2 separate regions of the Rattus norvegicus genome follow, and region 1 is linked to region 2. The links are chromatin contacts, called in public Hi-C maps. All regions are on one chromosome and are shown on one strand. Each heading gives the region's core, a stretch centred on a gene start, on an enhancer-like site or on the middle of the called end of the contact. The rest is flanking DNA. Distances are from core to core; before and after follow the strand shown. Region 1 overlaps Msra (methionine sulfoxide reductase A). Region 2 holds the start of LOC120097017 (a long non-coding RNA gene).

Region 1 (6,982 bases), core at 3,762-6,261, 47 kb before region 2:
TTAGTCTTTTGTTAGATATGTGGGTTGTTTTCAACTCTCTCTCTGTCTCTGTCTCTGTCTCTGTCTCTGTCTCTCTCTCTCTCTCTCTCTCTCTGTCTCTCTGTCTCTCTCTCTCTCTGTGTGTGTCTGTGTGTGTGTGTGTGTGTGTGTTTACATGTTTTCTTAAGAGCTGATGAATTTGTAGACAGGGCCCAGTGACTAAAAGGTATTTCTATGTCTATTGTTTTAGGCTCAAGGTATGTCTTGAGCAAAATGGGAAATAACATCTTCTCTAGACAGATTTAAGACTTCCATCCGGGTCTGTTGTGTCCTTCTTCTGATAGAAGGCCTGAAGCAGGCCCTGAACGCTGTTCACAGGCAGAACCAAGAAAATAGGGTACAGAGCACCCCAAACAAAACTAGACTGAGCATGCTGTGCTGTGAGTAGAGTTCACAGTTGAGATCAATCACTGTATTTGTGAGAATGCTCACACATCCATTGTGACATACACATGCCATCAGAGGGTGAGCCAGTTCTCCAAAGCCCAGGTCATGTTCAAACAAGTCCTTACCAGAAAGACTATTATCAGACCACAAAGAGAAGCATCCAGTTCACTGTGCGGTGATCTATATTCAAGTAGGTTCCTTTGGCTTCTTGAAAGTGGTTATCTTTTCTGGTATAATATCAAATATTATGATTTTCTTGGTGCTAGCACATGTTTCATGGCCCTTGCTTCCTTCAGCCCAGGCTTCTTCAGTCACACTGGGATGCAGCACAGACTGCTCTCAGCTCTCCCTGTGGAACCACGTCAGGAACATGTGATTAGAGCATTATTAGTATGCAGCAAGGTGCCCTTCTCCGACTAAATCAGTTTGCAAAGTGGTCCTCACAAGCGCACACGTCCTTTGTTATGATGGCAGGGCTGTGGGTTTCTGGAGCAAGACTAATAATAAGACCAGGAGGTAGAAGGGAAATTAGGTGACCCAGCCAAGCAGGGGTTAGGCAGGCTGATAATAGATAAGAAAGAACAGACTCCAGGGTCAGTCAAGGAGCAGCAGAGGGAAAGAGTGCCCTTCTGTAGGAGAAAAGCAAACAGGATTGCAGGGATGGGGACTGAGAAGAAAATTGGAGCCATTGTGTGCACCTTGGGTGTAGAAGGGGGATCTTAGAGAAGGAAATAGTTCCTTCCAGAAAGCAAAAGGTGGTCCAGAATAATAACAGGGAAACGGTGTTTTAGGATTGAGAAAAAGACCAAGTAGGTACACTGTGTGTGTGTGTGTGTGTGTGTGTGTGTGTGTGTGTGTTTTAAAGCCTCTTTGAGAGAGTTGCTTCAGTGACTCATTTAACAACTTTTAGAATGCCATTACCTAATCCACATAACAGAACAAGCTGCACTGACCCTGCCTGCTCACACCCTGGACGGTTGCGAGGCTAAAGGGAGGTTCCCCGCAGCACAGAAAACCAGCCAAGGCAAGGTACAGCCCAGCAAACAGGGAGTGCAGGGAGCAGATGATGGGCAAACCACTGTCATCAGCATGCTTCACTCTCCATCTGGGAAACGGTCTCACACTTGATCCTTTTCCCTTTCCTCAATTCACTGGGATTATCACTGTGTCTGCATCAACTGAGGTGACTTCATAGAGTTGACATTGAGGACGGCTGGGAGGTGAAAATCTGCCCAATCTTTTTGTGTCACCTGCAGGTGCCAAGGGATCGTGTGCTAGGTTATGTCCCATGGGTATGACCAGAATGCCTGACAGAAACAACTTTGAGGAGGAGGGATTTATTTTAGCTCATGTCAATCACAACAGGAAAGACAGGGTAGAGTGTATGGCTGAGATAGTACACATCATGTCTTACTGGGCAGTAGAGAAAACAAGACCAGAACCTGGGGTTGGCTCGACTATTAACTTCTGAGGCAATTTTCCTGTCCCCAAAGGACCTATATCTATCCCTAAGCCCCCACTTCCCAAAAGTTCCGTGGCTTCCAAAGTATCACCATCAACTGGAGAATAAGGGTTCAAAGCACACAGCTGTGGAGGACACTTGACACTCTTGCTTGACAGGCCCTGCTTCCTCAGCCCATAAGCTCATGAGCATAAACTGTAATTCACAGGCAGGTAACCAAGGGCCAGTGACTGACGTGTAACTGGTAAAATTCTCACAGTGCCATCCTTTCTCTGACTGTGGAGAGTAGGAAACTTTGCTGGGTAAGCAACCTTTCTCCAGGAGGGTACCCAACCCTGAACTGAGTCTGTGTCATGAATTGCTAGAATTTGTAATTCAAGACTTATTCTAGCTACTTCTGCTGGGATCTATGATGTCACCCTGATAGGGCTGAGAAACAAGCTTGTAGGCATTTCTGTAGGAGACTTTTAGATACAGTACATTGGAATGTGGAGACTCAACCTAAATGTGGGTGGCGTCATCTATGGGCTACAGTATAAAGAGAGCAAACTGAGCAGCCCTCTCCCTTTCTGCCTTTCTGACTCTGAGGGCCATGTGACCTGCTGCCTCAAGTGACGTCTGCTGCCCCGCCCTTCTCTATGCTTATATTGGTTTGATCAAGTATTTTGTTGCCACAAAAAGAGAATCGAACAAGCATAAGATCTATGGGGAAGTCAACATATGTATCAGGAGTCAGATCATTTCTACACTTGCCCTGTCCTTGATTTGAGTTCTTGTTGGTGTGTTTCTGGTAAGACAGTAGGATTCCCCACCATGTTGTCTCACTATGTAGGAGGGATTGTGTGGGCTTGGTGACATGCCCTCTTACCTTCTCAGGCCCTCTCCCACTCCAGCCTCAAATTTAGGTGGATCAAGCCATGCTGATTTGAGATCTGTTCTATGTAACATGGGAAATCAAGTCTACATGAATGCTGAGATTGAGACCCCAAAGTTTGGACACGGCCCCAAATTACCAAGGAGCCACAGCGGCCTGTTCCAGATGAGCCTCAGTCTGAGCCAGTGCCAGAACCTAGACTCTTTCGGGCCCACAGCATCAGATTATCAAACTGTATTCCAGTGGTCATGTGGGGGTCATGCCTGTCTTTAACCCATACACGAGGCTACAGGATCACAGTACCTACTTTACCACACTCAATTCAGTTCTCAAAGTAGTTCCCAAGTGTCAGTATGCTGCAGAGGTGAGTGTCATAGAAAACTGTACGCAGAACCAAAATTATGAAAATGTATGGGTGACTCCTGGCTATGGAGTCACTGGGTGACACACTCATGTATCACTTTCTCTAGTTACCTGATACCTGCTTGTCCTCATACAAAGAACAATTCTCACATGATACTAAAAGTCTTATTTCTTCAAGAAAAACATGACCCCAAAACATCCAGCTAGGTGTGTTGGCTGGAACAAGCTTTCCACCTTCCCCAAATGGCATTTGTAGCTGAGGCCAAGAAGAAGTGGGTCCTCTGATAAACTCTGAAGCTTCCAGAGTCCCACCCACATCCATGGAATTAGAACCTTCATGGGTAGAGCTGACTGATGTGAACTTTTAAAAAATCCCTAAATGATTTGATCTTGAGGTCAATAGTGGACCTCAGAATAGTGGACCTAAAATATAGTGTCTAGATTCTGGCATCAGATAAGACTTGTCTAAACCTGAGTAAGTAACTCACACTCTGTCTCCACTAGTCTCTAAAATGGGTCTAATCCTATGTTCCATGGAGGATGGGCCCCTGGCTCTGTTGCCTGCCTTTTATTCCCTACATGTTCTTCCCATCCTAATACATCATAGTTTACACAGAAGTCTTCAGAGACACCAGTCACATGATTTTCCCTGGAGTTTGACCTTGACCACACAGCTGATGGTAAGGAAAGCATGGGGAGCAAAGATGATGCTAAGGAAGTGAGAGCTATAGCTGTTTCCTAGCAACGTGCTTCTTCCTCTGACTTGCCTGTGAGGGGTGAGGGGAGGTGAGCTACAGTTAGGAGTTTAGGAGAGAGTTAACTGCCAGCTCCCTATGCCATGTGGTGGTGACTAGGCCTGCTCCATACTTGGTATCAACAATGTCTACTTATGAGTCAGCTGTGAAATAGTTAAATGACAGCCCCAGCCTTTCAGACTTTGTCTTTGTCCTCGTCTGTTGTAGACTCTAGCTCATAGGCAGGCCTATGGGTTTCCATTGTCGTTCAGATTTAACCTTGACTAGTGATCCTCAGAGTTTGGGCTCTCAGGACCTCTTTAAACCTTCAAGAATTATTCAGGAATCCTACCCCCCCCCCAAAAAAAGAGTTTCTATTTGCTATTCATCACCTAGAGATAGGAACTGGGCACTTTTTTGACCCAAGCACATGTCTCAGCTGCTGGAGTGAGGCCGTCAATCGCATCTACTGTAGCTCTTGGGAAACTCCACTTACACTCCTGAGATCATAAAGGTGAAAGAAGAAATACACCACGTTATCAGTGAGGAGGGGGCTTTGATCATGTAGACCCTGGGAGAAAGCTTGCAAGTTCCCATGGTCTCTGAAGCACACAGACCCACGGAGCTTGAGAGCTGATGGTGGAATCTTACAACTGAGGTACAGTAGACATGGGCCTAAGCTGGGGTAGAGAGATAGCGCAGTGCCTGGGAGCATGCACATCACAGGTCACACCATTTGTGACTCTAGTTCCAGGTGCCTTCTTACCTCCATAGGCACCAGGCACACATGTAGTGTGCAGACATACATGAAGGCATAAAATAAAAGTATTTTATAGGTGTGTGTGTGTGTGTGTGTGTGTGTGTGTGTGTGTGTTGTGTATGAGTCCAAGCTACATGTTACAAACAAAACAAGCAAAGCTTTTCTGAGATCTCAGCTGAAGCCACAGGGCATTAAGAGCAAAGGATTGTTCACCCATCAAAGAATTTAGTGGCTTCATTGATTTTCTGCAGTGGACTAAAGTTCGGAAATTGACCATTGGTCATGGGCACAGTTTCAAAAGATGTTTTTCCATCTCGTGTGCAGACAGTCTTCCCTAGAGGTTCTCAGGCTAATGGGTGGTTACCTAACCCAGGAACTGCTGAGTTTCTCTCTGCTGGTACCAGCCTGCATAAACATCCTGGCCTTATGGTTTAGTGTGGGCCTTCTGGCAAGGCTGGAGGAACTATAGGCTCTAGAGTCAGTGAGAAAACACGAGAGCAGAGTGGAAGAGCACACCGTACCCTCTCAGGAGGCAGCCCAACTTGACCCTGGGTTGTAGCCCTGGGGAAACACGTCTGCACTGATAAGTGAGGTTGTTCACAGAGCTGAGTAGATTCAGCAGAGTGGAACAGCCTCAAGCCAGGGAGGCCTCATCCCCCATCCCATAATCATCCCCATCAGATAACTGTGTACCCTTATAGGGCCCTATTTTTAGCAAAGGCAGCCCTCAAACTTCTTCAGAGGAACCTAGGCAGCCATTTTCCTGACACCACACCTCAGCATGCCCTCTCTAGTGAAAGCGTGTAGGGGATTGGTTCTAATGCTTTGTCAAATTTCTACTCCCAAAAAAGCCATACTTCCAGACCTGAGGGCCCTGCCCCCAACTGACTTCAACTGATAATAAAGAATTGCCATACAGCCAATGGCTGGGCAGAAAGATAGAAGAGGGGCTTCTCGATTGTGCAGGCAAGGGGCCGGGAGAGAGAAGAGAGATAGAGAATCACCATGACTCAGAGGGAGAAGGATCAGATGTAAGACCTGCAGGAAAGAAAACAACCAGTCTTGTAGGGATTTGGGAAAATGACCCTAGAGGTCACTACTCACCCAATTGGGTCTGGGGTAGCGGAGATGAAATGTAGATTGATACAGGTTGATACAGGAAAGTTGGAGGGGAGAATGTAAGCTCAGTGAGGGGAGGATGAAAAATGCTCAACCACTGAGTTAGTCAAGGCATATCAAAGTTAGCTGCTTATGTGTATCTTTCCTTCGAGAATCCAGAGAGCTCTTGGGCGGGTGCACATGTGACCCACTGGGAACCAAAGCAGTTTAATTACTCCACCGCTACAAAAGTGACGGGAAGCTGACCCTGTACTGGTTGGCTGGGGGCCTTCAACTAAGAGTAAGTGCCATGACTTTGCTCTGAATTGGATGTCCAAGTTGCCACTGGGGCTACTGCAGGGATTGTATGACATCAAGTCTCTTCCTTGCCAACTCCCTCTTGCCTTGGCTTGCTGTGTTTGTAGCCATTGCAACATCTGCTTGTTCTAGTCAAAGGGCCCATTAGTCTATAAACTTCTGTCCTTGAGGCCTAAACTGGTCAGAGTGGTATATATTGTATATTGTGTGTTATATGTAACATATTGTGTGTTATATGTAACATATTGTGTGTTGTATGGTTTGTGTTGGGCAGGTGCACTGACTCATGCAAGTGCATGTGGAGGCCAGAGGTTGTGTTGAATGTCTGCCTCAGTCACTTCTCTACCTTATTTTATTTTATATATATATATTAATGTTCTGCCTGCATTTGTCTGTGCATCATAGATCTGTCTGGTACCTGGGTAGGCCAGAAGAGGATGTTGTAGCTCCTAGAACTGAATTTACAGATGGTTAAGAGCTAAGATGCACATAGTGTGTGTCCTCTGAAAGAGCAGCCAGTGCTCTTAACTGCTGAGCCATCTCTCCAGCCCTCCATCTTACTCTTTGAGACAGGGTCTCTCAGTGAACCCAGTGCTCACCATATCTGCAGCTCTGCGGCATCTCAGTGCAAGGCCATTCCAGTTGTTGAGATGCTTCTGTCTGTCTCCCTTCCCAACAGTATATAAGCAGAGCTGACACGGGATGTAATTGTTTGCACGTCAGATGCAACAACCCATGCTGCGTGTCCTGCAGGAGCAATCGTGTTCTGAGGGCGGGCGGCAGGAAGCCTCATGATGAGCTGCAGGTTGTGTTATTACAGTTGAGCAAATGGAAGCCTGATTTATGATGATTAAAATTTGTTTCTAGCATGTGTTTTTCTCACACTCCCTGCCCAGTGGAAAGTGTGTGTCTATTGTATCACCCATTTGCAAATTGCTTTCCAAAAC
Region 2 (6,787 bases), core at 731-3,230:
CCACTGAGGGTGAGGATATGTCACGTGGCCCCAACCTGACGTGGCAGCAGAATCTTACCACGGTAGCTCTTGGCCTGCTCCCATGGAGCCTCCCAGAACTTGGTGAGAGTTACTGGGAAAGGCCTTCCTGGGGCCTCTGGCCAAAGCTAATCAGTCTGATATTTGTGCCCCAAGGCATGGCCTCTCAGAGACTGATGACATTGGCTAGCATCCGAGCAGCAACATCTCAAGTGCCTACTGTGTGCCAGACTCCATCTTTCAAACCCTGGAATTCTATGCAAGGCTTTTCATCCCCTGACAGTTTGAAGAGTAAGGCTGCTGAGCTGTACAGCCATAGCTGTGTTTCTGTTTTAGCAGCAGGAAAAGACTCGGTGACCCTTGGGTGTGTGTTTTACCTTTATTCCTGGATCTCTTATCCCCTGTACTCCCTCTGGCCCTGCTGTGTTTTTCTGAGCCCCCTCTGATGTATGTGAAATAACTCGTAGGTATAAACAAAGGGTCCAAATGACTAGAACCTTCTCTTCCTGCATGTTACCCCTCTGGGACTAACCATGGATTCTGGTACTTTATAGAAGCTCCATGAATGTCCATCGGGTTGAGCCCATTTGCAAGGAAATCCAGAAGACCAAAGGGTTTGGGGGGCCAGGATTTTGGGGGTGAGTTTAGTACAGCATGCCATGGGGGAGCACAAGAGAGGCTCCATACCCTTTCTTAGCACCGCCGGCTGGTCTAGGCTTTAATGGGCTGTCCAGAGGTCCCCTTGGACAGAACCCTGTCTTCACCATGGTTTAATCCAGGATGGGAGCTAAAAGCAGGCTGGCACACACCCCTAAGCTTGAATAGAGGCCACTCTGTCAGTGAGCGGCCTCTCCATACTCCATACTCTCTTGCTTTAGATTTCCATTTTAAAATATGCTACATTAAACAGGAAGATGTTTTTGAAGTATTGAGTATCTGGATGGAATATTAATGTTAAAAAAAAAACCTAAACTCTCTCTTGAATAATACTTTTTTTTCTTAGTCTTTAGGACTTTTTATTCCTGTTGTTCTAAATTACCAGAAAAAGAAAAAAGACAGAGAAACAAGGCCATTGTCTCATTGCTTTGACAGATGAAGTGGACAGAAGCCTCTGCTCCTTCTTGAGCTAACCTTGACCTTGGGCTGTCATATCATCGTCCTGATAGACAGAGCAGACAGGGCTCAAAGCAAATGGGTAATAATGCTTCTGATCAAAGACAATGGATCTTTTAAGTTCTAAATAGAAATCTACATTTTGGAGGCTGTTAAAAAATTTAAGTCTCAGACTAAGAATGAATCTCAGTTGGTGGAGTGCTTGTCTGCCATGCATGGAGCCTTGGGCTCAATCCTCAGCACATAAAAACCAGGTATGAAGGCACATGTGGTGGTATCTACCTGTAAACCCGGCACTTGGGAGGTGGAGTTAGAAGATCAGAAGTTCGATGTTATCCTCAGATACATAGCAAGTTTAAGGGCTAGCACCAGACACAGGAGATCATGTTTCAAGAAAAAAAGAGTGGTCTTTACTGGCCATAGAGATAACGTCATAGTCATCCCCACCCCCCACTGTTTTCCAGTCCATGTGCGTGTGCATGGGTGAGTGTGTGCGTGCAAACCCAAAGACGATTCTTCTACCCACATTCCTGGTGGATAGGCATTCCACAGTTATGTGAAAGTCTGGTCACTCTCTCTTGTCAAACACTTAGGAACTGCTCCCTTCATAGTGAGAGACCTGGACTCTGACTCCGCCATTTCACTCACCTGTTCCCATGTTGCTTTAGTACTGCTGCTCTTTCAGCCCAGGACTGTCCTCAAGGGCAATAGGGGGGATTCCTGAAGCCATTGTTTCAGTAAACGTCCCTTTCTCCCGAGGGAACCTCAAGTCCCTCGGACCCAGAGGTCACCCATTGGAGTCCTTTGCCCAGAATCATTCCAACCTGTCAGTGTTGCCAACAGGAGAGTGTGGTACCCAGCCCCAAAGAGGGCTCTTCTGTCCATGCAGTGTCATGCCCCTGCCTCGGTGCTGAGGAGATGCTGCCTGCTGCCAGCAACTCCTCACCAGCTGCACAGCCAAAAATAAGTCCTCAGCTGCACAGGGCTGATCTTTCCGCTCCCCTTCTCCTCAGAAGCGAGAGTCCAACAGCCTGCCAGCTGGAACTGGAGATTGGGTTTTTCCACCCAGCTGAAAGGAAATGCAGTGCAGAGTTTTTTTCTTTCTTTTTCTTTCTTTCTTTTTTTTTTCAGTTTCTTTTTTAACCTTATTATGTCAAAGGAGTTGTCTTGTTCTTAAGGGCAAAAAATATCACGATTGCTTCTGAGTTGCTTTGAAAATAGCATTGGGAAGGGGAGGCATGCATCAAGCTTTTCCTGGCTCCTGGCAGAAGCACCTATCAAGGGAGGCAGATGCAGCCCCGTTTGAGTGGAGGGACTGCTCTGGGAAGGAGCCCGAGGCTTGAGTTAGGCTCAGCAGATCTGCTGCCAGCCTTGGATTGATAAAGTGCCTATTTGTACAGAGGACAGGAGCAGCTGCATAAACTGTGGAATTTTCCAAGGGCTGCAGAACTTTAAAAGCCGAGTTTGAAGTCATGCATTCCTTTATTTAGCAAATATTTATCGGCACCTGCTGTGTGCCAGGTTCCGGCTGGGGCTGCAAAGGTGGAAAGAGGACAGTCCCTGTCCTCAAGTGCCTCATGTCCAAGGGGAGAAACTGGCACAACCAAGATGAGAAGCCTGAGAGATCTCCTGGGCTGAGTGTTTTGTAGGGTCACCACCCACTACAGCGTAAGAGGCATGACATCATGACAGGGGGATTGGGCTGGTTCCGAGGACGGGTATCAGTACAGTCATCCATGTGGCTGTCAGAGCAATAAACGGCAGGGATGCACAGCATGTAGGAAAGACACAGCTCTGCTTCTGGGGCACAGTCCTGGGGACAATCCACAGCCATCACCGAGGAGGTGACAACCAAGCTGCTCTGGAAATGCAGGGCAGAGTGGGGAAGTGAGGCTCCTCCTGACCAGGAACTCAGTGGGAGAAGGCATAAGGATTAAAATAATTGGGACCAGAAGCAACTGGGGTCTGGAGAACGAAATCTCTCTCTCTCTCTCTCTCTCTCTCTCTCTCTCTCTCTCTCTCTGTCTCTCTCTCTCTCTCTCTCTCTCTCTGTGTGTGTGTGTGTGTGTGTGCGAGTGTGTGCGTGTGTGTGCGTGTGTGTGCATGTGTGTGCATGTGTGTGCATGTGTGTGTGGTGTGTGTGCGCGAGTGTGTGTGTGCATGTGTGTGTTTATGTGTGTGTGTATGTGTGTGTGCGTGTGTGTGTGGTGTGTGTGTGTGTGCGTGTGCGTGTGTGTAGTGAATGAACGAGGTTGGAGCTAAGACTATCAAGGTTCCTCACAGTGTGGCTGATGACAGGGAAAACTGAGGAGTGGGAACAGATGTGTGAGGAGAAATACACCTGTGGATCCACACTGACTCTGAACCCTGTACCTGCTGTAGGGGCCTACACTCTGCAGGCCATGACAGTCTAGTTGAGAGATGCTCAAGTACCTATTGTCACCTTCTTGTGGGAGTCACACTGCTGAGGTGGCAGTGGAGTGAGGAGAGGCTAAGGGGCGCATTTGGGATGTCAGGACTCACATGGATGATCAATCAATTGATTTCCACAAGAGTATTGTTATGCTCCCTGTGGCGACTGATGGGGGAGGGGGCTGGCATTTTGGCTCCCAATTTCAGAGGATACAGTGAACCACAGCAGCTGAGATGAGTTTATTAGTTGTAGTGGGGGTATGGGACATCAGCTCCTTACATCCTGGGAGATCACAAAGCAGAAAACAGGACTGGAAGCAGGGCTGAGCCATCACCTTAAAAGCATGTCCTCTGTGGCCTACCTCATCCAGCCAATGCTTACCACATCCCAAAAGTTTTCCCAGCCTCCCAAAACAGCACCACCAGCTGGGGGCTGAAGGTTCAAACACACAAACCTGTAAGCGACAGTTAACATTCAAACCAGAGCAGGTAGTCATGGGGAAAAGTTGGTATTTTCAACAGATGGTGCTGGGACAGTGAGACACCCAGATCTCTGAGTGGAGGTGTATACAAAAGAGCGTTGAGTCCTTACCTTACACAGTATAACAGCAGGCTCAAAATAAATCACAAAGGTAGACCACAAGCTGAAACAGTGAACCTTTTGGGGAAGACACACAGGAAAATCTTCATTGTGTTTTCAAAAGACTTAAGGGAATTATATTTTGGTTTTTGGGCTGCAGTAGTCAACACACAGACAGTTTGAGACAAGGAAATAAATTGGACATTATTAAATTAAAAACTTATGTGCATCTCTGAGTTGTCACTAGAGTGAAAAGATAGCCCACCAAACTGGTAAAAGGATTTTCTTTCTTTCTAAATATTAATATTTTTATTGGATTTAAAAAATTTATTTACATTTCAAATGCTATCCCCTTTCCCGGTTTCACATCTATAAACCCCTATCCCACCCCCTCCCCCTTCTTTTATGAGGGTGTTCCCTGACCCATCCACCCACCCCTTCCCACTCTTTGCCCTGACATTACCCTGCACTGGGGCATCCAGCCTTGGCAGGACCAAGGGCTTCTCCTCCCATTTGGTGCCCAAAAAGGCCATCCTCTGCTACATATGCAGCTGGAGCCATGGGTCTGTCTCTTTGGATGGTGGTTAAGTCCCTGGGAACTCTGGTTGGTTGGTATTGTTGTTCTTATGGGTCTACAAACCCATCCAAATCATGCACCTGATGAGGAATTGGTTCCTAGGTTGTAGAGAAAAACACCTCTCCTCTATAAGAAAATTACAAATAACACATTTCAAAAATGGACAGAAGCTGATATGTGGGTCATCAACAGAGCCCCCACTTTATTTATCTGGATACCTGGGTTCAGTTCTCATCAGTGAGAAAAAAAGAAAAAGAAATGTTACAGACATTTCACCAATGAAGATATAAATTACCTAATAAGCTCATAAAAGGGTGCTTATTAAGAAAATGAAAAAATCAAGTTAAAATGACAGTGAGGTACTTATAATCTCAAGGATAAATGTTATTTTAAAATATAGAAGATGGAGAAAAAGAAACGTTGGGAGGAGGTGCAGATATCAGACGCCTGTGCCCCACGATGGCAGTCTAAGAAGGCAGTCCTCTCTAGGGCAGTTCCTCAAAATGTAAAACATTCCTCCATCTCATGGTTCATAATGGTCGCCATCTTGAATCAGAGCATCCGTGACCACCAGCGTGAGGTTCCTTGAGTTGTTGGACCTATTAACCTTTTCTCCTCAAGAATCTGGGGAGATGATACAAAATGGCATGCTGCAAAACGAACTAAGCCAGACACAAACAGATGAGACCACATAATCCAACTACCAGGCAGGCCATTGGAATAGGCAAATTCCTTGCAGTGACAAATGGAATTGAGGTTCAAGGAGCTGTGGAACCATTGCTTAATGAGTAGAGTGTCTGTCTGGGATGATGGAAAGGGTCTAGAAATGGGTGATGGTGGTGTCTGCACAACACTGTAAGCGTGCTTGCTTAATGTACTTAAATGCTTCAAAAGGCCAATGTTATGTGAGGTAAAGAAGAAGGCAGGGCAGACCTTGGGCATGGGAGGCCCTTCCTCAGATCCGCTGGCTCTCCTATTTGGAGCTTGACTGTAGATGATGGCTACTGTCCACTCCCTTCACAATTCCCATTACCTCAGCTGTGCTAGGCTTCATCCCTTCCCATTCCCAGGCATTTGGCTGATATGGAGTTGCTCCTAAACTGAGAAGAGGCCTTTATGGCATGGTTCTTTCAACCTTTCTAATGCTGTGACCTATAATACAGATCCCTGACCACAGAGAATCATTTCATTGTTACTTCATAACTGTAATTGTGCTACTGTTATGAATAATAATGTAAATATCTGATATAAGACTCCAAAGGGGTTGTGACGCACAGGTTGAGAAATGCTGCCTTATAAAATGCGTCTGTCCCTGCTGGGTTCTCAGGGCATGGCTGAGAGCCCTGACAGGCCCGTTACTACAGCCAGCTGCAATGTTGGTGGATCTCTTGTAACCAGTAGCGAAAGTCCTCCCCACTCACAGAGTGTCCTCTTGCCATGTCTTTCCTGAGGTGGGAAGCTCTGAAGCCACATTTTGCACAATATCATACCAAACAAGCAACCATATGACACTCACTGTGTGCCATCCCATAGCCCAGGTTGCTCAGTGGAAGCAACTGGAAGCCTATAGTGTTCATTTGCAAATATGGCGGCTAGCTTGGGAGAGAGGTACAGAGAAGCAGTAAGACTATGTCAACAACAGAAACCCCATCAAAACACAGGCATGCTGGAGAAATGCTCTTTGCACAAAATACTTAGCTGCAAGCGACCAGCAAGCTCCCAGGAGGATGTGTTTACACGGTATCAATGGGGAGTTCCTTTTGCAATATAGAAGCCATGAGGAATGTTTGTTTCTGAAGACTGAAGAGAACATCATATCTACTAACTCTATACCCACAAACCCCACAGCCAAAGCACCTCTTGGTTAGCAGAGTGAGGGCAAGTACCCAGAACAAAGATGGCGTCAGGGCAAGCCCATAATAATTCATCAGGTCTGTGCATCAAAGCCACCATACTTAGTTCCTGCATGGCTCTTAGACACTAGAAGCTGCAGAATCTTGCTCAACAGCCCTACTAATGAGAAGCCACAGATGCCAATGTTCTGGGACAGTTCAGGAAAGGTTCCGGGAATTTGGCACCTAGGACAA

What was found. Hi-C and Micro-C count contacts between places; a contact is called where the count stands out from the background.
Region 1: a contact with region 2 is called in a Hi-C map of liver, with 2.1 times the contacts expected there. The contact joins two enhancer-like sites. A contact is called at or near these places in 3 of 12 Hi-C or Micro-C datasets (hepatocytes, kidney and liver) and 1 of 1 datasets of contacts at active chromatin or transcription factors (oligodendrocytes).

What each region holds. Positions count from the first base shown.
Region 1 is chr15:42,607,105-42,614,086 of GRCr8, reverse strand. All of the region lies in intron 5 of Msra (methionine sulfoxide reductase A), which reads left to right. Among named protein-coding and RNA genes, the nearest start is that of Prss52, 90 kb to the right of the region's middle. Within about 2 kb of position 5,011, at least 2 of the 93 cell types and tissues checked have an H3K27ac peak or open chromatin away from gene starts, as enhancers often do. A contact at or near this core is called in liver, where this site is marked.
Region 2 is chr15:42,557,589-42,564,375 of GRCr8, reverse strand. The region is part of intron 5 of Msra (methionine sulfoxide reductase A); the gene reads left to right. It overlaps LOC120097017 (a long non-coding RNA gene), which reads right to left and starts at 4,953. Exons shown (of 3, transcript XR_005494053.2): 1 at 1,780-4,953. Within about 2 kb of position 1,980, at least 29 of the 93 cell types and tissues checked have an H3K27ac peak or open chromatin away from gene starts, as enhancers often do. A contact at or near this core is called in liver, where this site is marked.